Linked DNA regions of Callithrix jacchus: region 2 is linked to region 1. Evidence: chromatin contacts called from public Hi-C data. All regions are on one chromosome and are shown on one strand. The core of a region is the stretch at or near the end of the contact, and the rest is flanking DNA. Distances in the headings are between cores, read along the strand shown.

Evidence for each region. A called contact is a pair of places that touch in the nucleus more often than the background predicts.
Region 2: a contact with region 1 is called in a Hi-C map of skeletal muscle, with 9 times the contacts expected there. The contact joins two enhancer-like sites. A contact is called at or near these places in 3 of 3 Hi-C or Micro-C datasets (induced pluripotent stem cells and skeletal muscle).

What each region holds. Positions count from the first base shown.
Region 1 is chr9:125,253,148-125,257,650 of calJac240_pri, forward strand. All of the region lies in intron 5 of BCL7A (BAF chromatin remodeling complex subunit BCL7A), which reads left to right. Among named protein-coding and RNA genes, the nearest start is that of BCL7A, 26 kb to the left of the region's middle. Within about 2 kb of position 2,599, at least 11 of the 16 cell types and tissues checked have an H3K27ac peak or open chromatin away from gene starts, as enhancers often do. A contact at or near this core is called in skeletal muscle, where this site is marked.
Region 2 is chr9:125,330,569-125,335,071 of calJac240_pri, forward strand. MLXIP (MLX interacting protein) reads left to right here. Exons shown (of 19, transcript XR_013522177.1): 2 at 3,145-3,251; 3 at 3,782-3,867. It overlaps LOC144577694 (a long non-coding RNA gene), which reads right to left. Exons shown (of 3, transcript XR_013522179.1): 3 at 4,160-4,292. Among named protein-coding and RNA genes, the nearest start is that of MLXIP, 43 kb to the left of the region's middle. Within about 2 kb of position 2,458, at least 3 of the 16 cell types and tissues checked have an H3K27ac peak or open chromatin away from gene starts, as enhancers often do. A contact at or near this core is called in skeletal muscle, where this site is marked.

The DNA.
Region 1 (4,503 bases), core at 1,349-3,848:
GTGGAAAGTGGAAAAGAAAAAGTCTGGAGAAGGCTGTTTTTTTTTAAGAAAAGTGGGAAAGTGCAAGTTCGAAGAGAGTATTTATTAACCTTTTATCTGCCAAGCTCATCTATGTCTGAATCAAACAGCCCACTCGACTCATTTGTGGTACTGATGGGGCTTTTGAGTTCATAGTCACTACTGTGATGGATGCAGTAAAAAAGGGATTTGGGGGGCCTCCAGGAAGGCTTCCTGGAGGAGTTGCTGTCTTGACCTGGTATTAGAAAGGAGGCAGGCTGGCTGGGCATAGTGGCTCATGCCTGTAATTCCAACACTTTGGGAGGCCGAGGTAGGTGAATCGCTTGAGCTCAGGAGTTCAAGACCAGGCTGAGCAGCAAGATGAAACCATTTCTCTACAAAAAATGTAAAAATTAGCTGGATGTGATGGTGTTTGCCTGTGGTCCCAGCTACTTGGGAGGCTGAGGCAAGAGGATCACTTGAGCTCAGGTGTGTGAGATTAGTCTGGGCAACATGGCAAAATCCCATCTCTACAAAAAACACAAAAGTTAGTGGGGCTTGGGGACATGATCCTGTCGTCCCAGCTGCTCGGGAGGCTAAGGTGGGAGGATCGCTTGAGCCTGGGAGGTGGAGGTTGCAGTGAGCATGATTGTGCATCTGCACTCCAGCCTGGATGACAGAGCAAGACCCCATCAAAAAAAAAAAAAAAAAAAGGAAGAAAGGAAGAAAGTGTGGTGTGGCAGGACCACGGAGCTCAAAATGGAGTGTTGGAAAGAAAGCTGGAAATAGGAATTTGGAAAGCCTCCCTCACTCAGTGGGGTGAGCAACTGGCTCTTCAAGTATACTGGAGAGACCAGGGGAGGTGGCTCACACCTGTAATCCCAGCACTTTGGGAGGGGAGGCCGAGGCAGGTGGATCACCTGGGGTTAGGAGTTTGAGACCAGCCTGGCCAACATGGTGAAACTCCGTTGCTACTAAAAATACAAAAAAATATCTAGGCATGCTGCTGCGTGCCTGTAATCCCAGCTACTTGGGAGGCTGAGACAGGAGAATTGCCTGAACCTGGTAGGCGGAGATTGCAGGTTCATGCCATTCTCCGTATCAGCTATAATACTTCCCGTTCAAGTCTGTGACTGTGCCATCATTTATTTGAACAGCCCCTCAGGGATGGTCGCTTAGGTGTTCCTGTCTTCCTGCAGGGGTTCTGGTACCCTCGTCTCTCTGCCTCTTTGCCCAGGTGCAGGTGGCTCCTGCAGGCCTCGTCTCTGGAAGTGGAACTGTTTAATCAGAGGCTGCACACACTCAGAATGGCGCAGGTTCTGCACACACAACTTTCCTCCCTAGAAGTCGTGGGTAGAAAGACACCACTGGCGCAGGGGTTCTCAGGTTCGGCACCCCTGGCATTTGGGGCTGGATCATTCTTTTTTTAATTGTGTTTTTACAGAGTCTCACTGTCGCCTAGCCCGGAGTGGCGCGATCTGGGCTCACTGCAATTTCCACCTCCCAGGTTCAAGCAATTCTTCTGCCTCAGCCTCCTGAGTAGTTGGCACTGCAGACATGCACCACCACACCTGGCTAATTTTTTGTATTTTTAGTAGAGACAGGGTTTCACCATATTGCCCAGGCTGGTCTCGAACTCCTGACCTCAGATGATCCACCCACCTCAGCCTCCCAAAATGCTGGCATTACAGGCATGAGCCACTGTGTCCAGTCTCGGATCATTCTTTATCGAGGGGGCCATCCTGTGCATTGTGGGACATTGAGCAGTTTCCACCAAAATGTTTCCATTTGTTAACCAATGTCCCCAGGGTGGGGATGGGGTAAAATCACCCCCTGCTGAGAGCTAGTGCCCTAGTGCCTTCGCTATAACCTTCGCCAGGTACAGTATATGCCATCTCCCCTCACCCCCTCTCCTGGCCCCCTCGATCTCAGCATTGCCCACCAGGCTTCCCTGGCAGATGGTTCTACAGGTAGAAAGCAGAGGGGCTGGGATGGGGGCTTTGGGCACATCCGGGTGACACTCACCAGCTGCGTGGCCTTGGGCAGGCAGCATCACCTCTGCTTACCCTCCTACTTCCTTGTTTGTAAAATGGGGCGCCAGGGTCAGGAGGCTAAGGTGGGAGGATCGCTTGAGCCTGGGAGGTGGAGGCTTCAGTGAGCCATGTTCGTGCCACTGCACTCCAGCCTGGGCAACAGAATGAGACCCTGTCTCAAAAGAAAATAAAATGGGATGAATAGAAGCTGCCTCCCTCGCCAGGAGTGAAGGGGGTGAGAATGCCAGCCAAGTGCTCAGCCCGGAGCTAGAACTTAGGAGGAGGATCTGGGAGCCTCCGGGTTTCCTCGTCCGCCCTTCCATCAGGGGAGCGATTGCAGGGTGCCAAGGACAGACGTGGGCTTCGTCTGCAGCCGCGTTTCTGCTTCTTTCCCGTCCTGGCTTCTTTCTGGCCGTGGCCTTGTTTCTCCCACGTTTGGCAGCAGTGTCTCCTTTGCTCTAGAAGACCGATTGCAGCTCCGCAGCAGGAATTCAGTTTTGAGTTAGCGTGTCCAGTTAGTTGCTACTTTCTCGCCACCACCGTCAGATGCTAAATTGGCAGGACCCAGGTGGGGGCCATACCAGGGTCCTCTCTGGCCACCCCAGGCCCCTGGGCCTGCAGGGCTGCCCTGCACTGCTCAGCCAGGACCCACCTGCCCGCTGCCCAAGCCACCCATGGGAAGGGCACAGGGACAGACCCGTGTGGCCTTCCCAGGTGGGAGCACACTGCCTGCCGGGACAGGCCAGGTCGGCCACCAGCTGTTGACCTTGCTTTGAACTTGTTTACTGCTGTGTGAGTTCAGGGAATGACATAATTCCTGTCCAAGCTCCCTGGACTAAATTTAGGCCCCAGGAAAAGAATTTCCCCTGGGTGAGTTCCAGTACTGCAGTGCTCAGAGAATCAGCTGCTGCCCTGAGCCCTTGAATGCTCTGTGGGTTCCAGGGCCAGTTCCCACCAAGCTCTGGGGCCTGGCTCTCAGGGGAGGCTCTGCTGGGCACCTCTCTCCCAGCATGGGTCAGTGTGAGTCTCTGGGTGACGGGGCACCTTCGTGATTTCTAAGCCTCCATCCGGGGCCGCCACCTCCCCCGCCACTTTGCAGAGCCTGCTGTGCCGGACAGAAAGGGGCTGTGGTGAGAGATGCAAAGCCACAGATGGGCAACTTTTCTAGGTCAGTAAGAACTTGAAATGTTTATGTTAAAGCAAACATGTATTATGAAAGAGAGTAAAACGTTAATATGATTTCTTTCTTTTTTTTTTTTTTGAGATGAAGTCTCACTCTGTTACCCAGGCTAGAGTGCAGTGGTGATTTTCGGCTTAGTGGAGCCTCTGCCTCCTGAGCTCACATGATTCTCCTGCTTCAGCCACCTGAATAGCTAAGATTACAGGCACCTGCCACCATGCCCGGTGAATTTTTGTATTTTTAGTAGAGATGGGTTTTTGTTGGCCAGGCTGGTCTCGAAAACCTGACCTCAAGTGATCTGCCTGCCTTGTCCTGTCAAGGTGCTGGGATTACAGGCGTAAACCACCACACCTGGCTTCTCTCTCTCTCTCTCTCTCTCTTTTTTTTTTTTCCGAGACAGAGTCTCGTTCTGTCACACAGGCTGGAGTGCAATGGCACGATCTCAGCTCACTGCAACCTCCACCTCTCGGGTTCAAGCCATTCTCCTTCCTCAGCCTCCTGAGTAGCTGGGATTACAACAGGCGTGTGTCACCACACCCAGCTAATTTTTGTATTTTTAATAGAGATGGGTTTCACAATGTTTGTCAGACCAGCTTCGAACTTCTGACCTTGTGATTCACCCACCTCCATCTCCCAAAGTGCTGGGATTACAGACATCAGCCACTGTGCCTGGCCTGACCCCTCTCTTTAAAAAAATAAATGAATAAACTAGAAATGGGATTTCACTATATTTCCCAGGCTGGTCACAAACTCCTGAGCTCAAGTGATCTTCCCACCTTGGCCTTCCAAACTGTTGTTATTACAGGTGTGAGCTATTACACCTGGCCATTTTTTTTTTTTAATTGAGATGACATTCACATGAAATTAACCATGGTAAATGAATAATTCACTGAGAGTACACTCACAAGGCTGTGCAACCACCACTTCTGTCTGGTTCCAAAACATTTTAATCACCCCAAAAAGAAACCTTGCAGACACCAGCAATCATTCTTCACTTCTCCCTTCCCCAGCAACACTGGGTCCCCACTCTGGGTAACCAGTAAACTTTCTGTCTCCATGGATTTGCCTATTCTGGACTTTTTTTTTTAGACCGAATCTCACTCTGTTGCCAGGCTGGAGTGCAGTGGTACAATCTCGGCTCACTGGAGTCTCTGACTCCCAGGTTCAAGCAATTCGCCTGCCTGAGCCTCCCGAGTAGCTGGGACTACAGGTGCGCACCACCACGCCCAGCTAATTTTTGTATTTTTAGTAGAAACAGGGTTTCGCCATATTGGCCAGAATGGTCTCGATCTG
Region 2 (4,503 bases), core at 1,208-3,707, 77 kb after region 1:
CATGGAGATACTACAGAAACCCGGGGTGGAGGGGTGATCCCATTTGGGAGTTCTGGTCTTTGTCTTGCTGCTGAAGTCTGACTGTTGGACGTAAACACCAAAGAAAAGGGAAACATTTCAGCTCACGGAGAGGAAGAAGAGGGGACCCTCAAACTAAACCTTGAGGTTTCTAGCCTGTAAGGCTAAATTTCCCTGCGTCTTGCCACTCCCCTCATTGCATGGGATCGAAGCTGTTGGTGTGACACCCTTTTTGGTTGCCCTTTTTTTTTGGAGACAGAGTCTTGCTCCTTCACTTAGGCTGGAGTGCATCGGTGCTATCGTGGTTCACTGCAGCTTCAAACACCTGGGCTCAAGCAATCCTCCTGCCTTAGTCTACCCAGTAGCTGGGACTACAGGCAGGTGCCACCACACCTGGCTCATACATTGAGGGCTTTTCACTGCCTGGATCAGGCTGAGTTCCTGCTCACTGGTGCCACCACAGGCCAGGCAGAAGGAACTGCGTGGGCCTTGCCTCCTCTCTGCTGAGCTGGTGTACCTTTTCCATAGGCCTTTGCTTAAATGCCACTTCCTCCAGAAAACCTCCCCTGGCTGCTCTGGCCAGGTTGGTTATCCACCTGGTGCCTACAGCTGTCTGCCCTTCAGGACACTCAGCTTGCAGGCATGTCGTGTGCCTCCGCCAAGGGCGTGCTACATGAGGGGGACCTCACCGCCTCACCCGTCCCCCGACCTCAGTCTTCAGCTCTTCACAGCGCAGAGCAGGTGAGGCTTCTGCAGCTACATGGATCCCACCCTCAGGGCTGGCCTGGCACTTGGGGCCGACCTCTGCCCAGGTCTGTTCCTGGTGTTGGCAGGGGGCACAGGTGTCACCTTTTCCACTTGTGGAGGAAGAGGAACCACATAGCAATATGGCAAATGTAAGAGAAAGGGCTTTTGAAGTCAGGGCAGGGGTTAAAAACATCATACCCGGCTGAGCATGGCGGCTCACACCTGTAATCCCAGCACTTTGGGAGGTGGAGGTGGAAGGATCACTTGAGGTTAGGCGTTTAAGACCAGCCTGGCCAACATGGTGAAACCCCATCTCTACTAAAAATACAAAAATTAGGCTGGGCACAGTGGCTCACACCTGTAACCCCAGCACTTTGGGAGGCCCAGGTGAGTGGATCACCTGAGGTCAGGAGTTTGAGACCGTCCTGACCAGCATGGTGAAACCCCGTCTCTACTAAAAATACAAAATTAGTCAGGTGTGGTGGCGCATTCCTGTAATCTCAGCTACTTGGGAGGCTGAGGCAGGAGAATCACTTGAACCTGGGAGGCAGAGGTTGCAGTGAGCCGAGATTGTGCCATTGCATTCCAGCCTCAGCAACAGGAGCGAAACTCCATCTCAAAAACAAAAAAAATTAGGTGGACATGGTGGCTTATGGCTGTAGTCCCAGCTACTCAAGTGTCTGAGGCTGGTGAATCATTTGAACCCAGGAAGTGGAGGTTGCAGTGAGCCGAGATCGTGCATCTGCACTCCAGGCTGGGCAACAGAGTGAGACTCCATCTCAAAAAAAAAAAAATTATGCCTTTCAGTAATAACTGAAGATCATCAAGATGGTTATTAATATCTTTGTGTTTGCTTTAGGGTTTACCAGTTGTGTGTGTGTCTAAGCATGTATGTGTGTGTGTATCTTACCATACACAAGTATGCTCTCATTTAGTCCTTATTAACACACTCTGGAGGAGAGTGTGTCATTCTGCTTGTACCCATGACACAGCTGTGGCTCTCTGATGTTGCAGCTGCCTGATGTACCACCAGTGAGGCCAGGCCATCAGCATAGAGGTAGGTTAGACAAGCCTTTGAATTGGGGAGAGAAGGAAGGAAGAAGACGTGTGACAGCTCTGAGTGCCCAACCTGTTGGGCGGAGGCTGCTGCTCTCTGCATGTCTCTCGTGTGCTAAGAGGATTTTTCTGGGGGTGACATAACCTTCTGGCTTGTATTGCCCAGAACCTGGGCTCCTTGCTGGGTTGGGTGGGGATAGGCGTGAGGGTCCTGCCAGGGTCATAGCCAGGGGCGTCTGCCTTCCAGAGCAGGTTCCAGCTTCACGGAATGTTTGTTGCTCAGGCGCTTCCTGTGAAGTCTGCAGCTATTATTGGCAGATCTAGGTTTGCCACGTGGCCTTTCTGAGTGGGACTGGAGAAGGGGCAGGGCTGTGGCCTGTGGTCAGACAAAGCCTCCTCAGCCCCCCTGTAGTAGGGGCCAGAAATAGTGCCTTGCCCATCTCAAGCCATCTGAAAAAGAGAAACCCTATGCCACTGCCCAGAGACGGTTCCTGGCCTAGCACTTGGAAAACTGAGCTGCCCAAGATGGCTGTGCCACTGGGAGGCTGGTTTCCAAGTGCTCTTGACTTATTTAATGAAGAATTGTCAATTGAGCCCCTACTGTGTGCCAGGCCACCTAATGGTCCTCCCTAGAGAAGCTGCACTGTCCACAGGGGAAGGTTCATGTGTGCAGACACTGCTACAGAAGTGCTCCCGTGAGACTGTCCTGAAGCGGAGAGCAGAGAGACCCTGAAGGAATCGGTGCAGCCTGGGATAGGCCAGGTCAGCTCAGAGGAGATGATGTGGGGGCAGCATCTTGAGGGATGAGGAGGTGGCCAAGTGGAGGGACATCAAGATTGAGAACCATGTCAGAGGCTCTGGGAGGCAGGAAGGGCCCTGCCCTGCAGCAGCTCAGGCCAGCAGGATACTCAGGTGCTTGGATTGTGAATGATGCCTCACGGGGGCTGGTGGCAAAGCAGGTCAAAGGAACCTGGTTTTCACTCTGTGGTCAACAGATTTCTTTTTAATTTTTAGTTATGGAAAACGTGTAGCATATGCTAAAGTAGACAGAGACTATAGTGAACCCCATATGCTGTTGCCCGCACCAATGGCTACACCCCATGGCCAGTCCTGTCCTCTGAACCCTGACAGCGTCCCTGCCACTCCCTGCCCCATGTATCACTCTGTAGAAATCCCCCAGTGACCTGAATTCCTTGAAGCCCGACCTGTGGCTGGGAGTGGATCAGTCAGGAGTTCGGTCCTGGAATGATTGGGTAGCACTTTTATATTTCATTTCGTTTTCAGAGGAACCACTGAGTCTCTCCACTTTGCTTTGCCTTTCAGTGGGAAGTTGGTGTCTCCAAAGTGGAAGAATTTCAAGGGCCTGAAGCTCCAGTGGAGAGACAAGATCCGGCTCAATAATGCCATCTGGCGGGCCTGGTACATGCAGTGTAAGTGCCACCCAGCCTGGGCGCCCATGGCAGTCAAGGCTCCATGCCCTGGAGGCCTGGGCACCCAGGGGCCAGAGTCTCTGCTGACAGGAAACCCAAGCCAAGTTTCTAACAGAAGTTTAGTCTCTGCCGACAAGAAACCCAAGCCGAGTCCTAGGGAAGTGGACATTTAAGGGGTGACATCTGAGAGTCGGGGAGCAAGTCTAGGAAGACTCGGGCACGGGCCGTCTCTCTCCAACCTGGGTGCTATGGACCTGGCAGCTTCTCCGGGAAATGAGTGTGCTGGGGCAGGCTTGTGTTGGGCTGGTCTTTCTCTGAGAAGCCATGCTGCTTTTCTGGCTGAGGGGTTATTGACAGATTCCTCCCCTTTCACCTGGACTCCTTTATTCCCCTGAAATCGCCTTTTCGAAGGGAAGGAGAAGGAAAGGGTACCTGGGAATTTGTCTGCACTAGGGGAGGGGCGCAGCAGACAAGACGGCGCTCCCTCGGGTTTGGATCATGGTAATGACTCTCACCCTCTCTCTTCTCAGATCTGGAGAAGCGCAAGAATCCTGTGTGCCACTTTGTGACGCCCCTGGATGGCTCTGTGGATGTAGACGAGCACCGCCGGCCAGAGGTACTTGGCGGTGACCCAGGGTGGCTGAGAGAGGAAACACACTGGCACCTCACCAGGAGCGGCTCACAGCAGGCTAGTCCTGCAAGAGAGGCTGTGGAAGGGAGCCCTGGGCCTGCCCTGTGCCATCCATGGCCTGGGGGCCAGGCCTGGCACTTGGTGGCCTCTGGCAACCCCAGGCTGCCAGAGCCTACCCCTTCTCAGAAGGGCCAGCTCGAGGACAGAGAGGGTTAATGTCTTTCTGGTAATTTTTAAAGTGTTTGTCTATGTATGATTATACATGCACAGGAAGTGTCTAGAAGAATATACAGAAGTCTCTTAATAGCAGGAGCCTCTGGGGATAGGATTAGGGCTGCCAGGCGAGGGGATGATGTTTTCTTCACCGCATATTCTTCCACGTTGCTTTCATGTTGTCCAGGCATGTCTCACTGTTACAATAAAGGTGAAATTTAAAAGGTAAGCTAATGAAAGACAGCTGTGAGACAGTCAGGTGTAATCTGGTATTAGATAGTATCAAGGGATATCATTTTGTTGGGTATGGCAATATTGTAATCAGTTCTTTATAACAAAACATCTTCACTGTCGAGGACACACACTGAAGTGTTCATAGGTGAGGCGATTCAGGCCTTGAGATCGGAA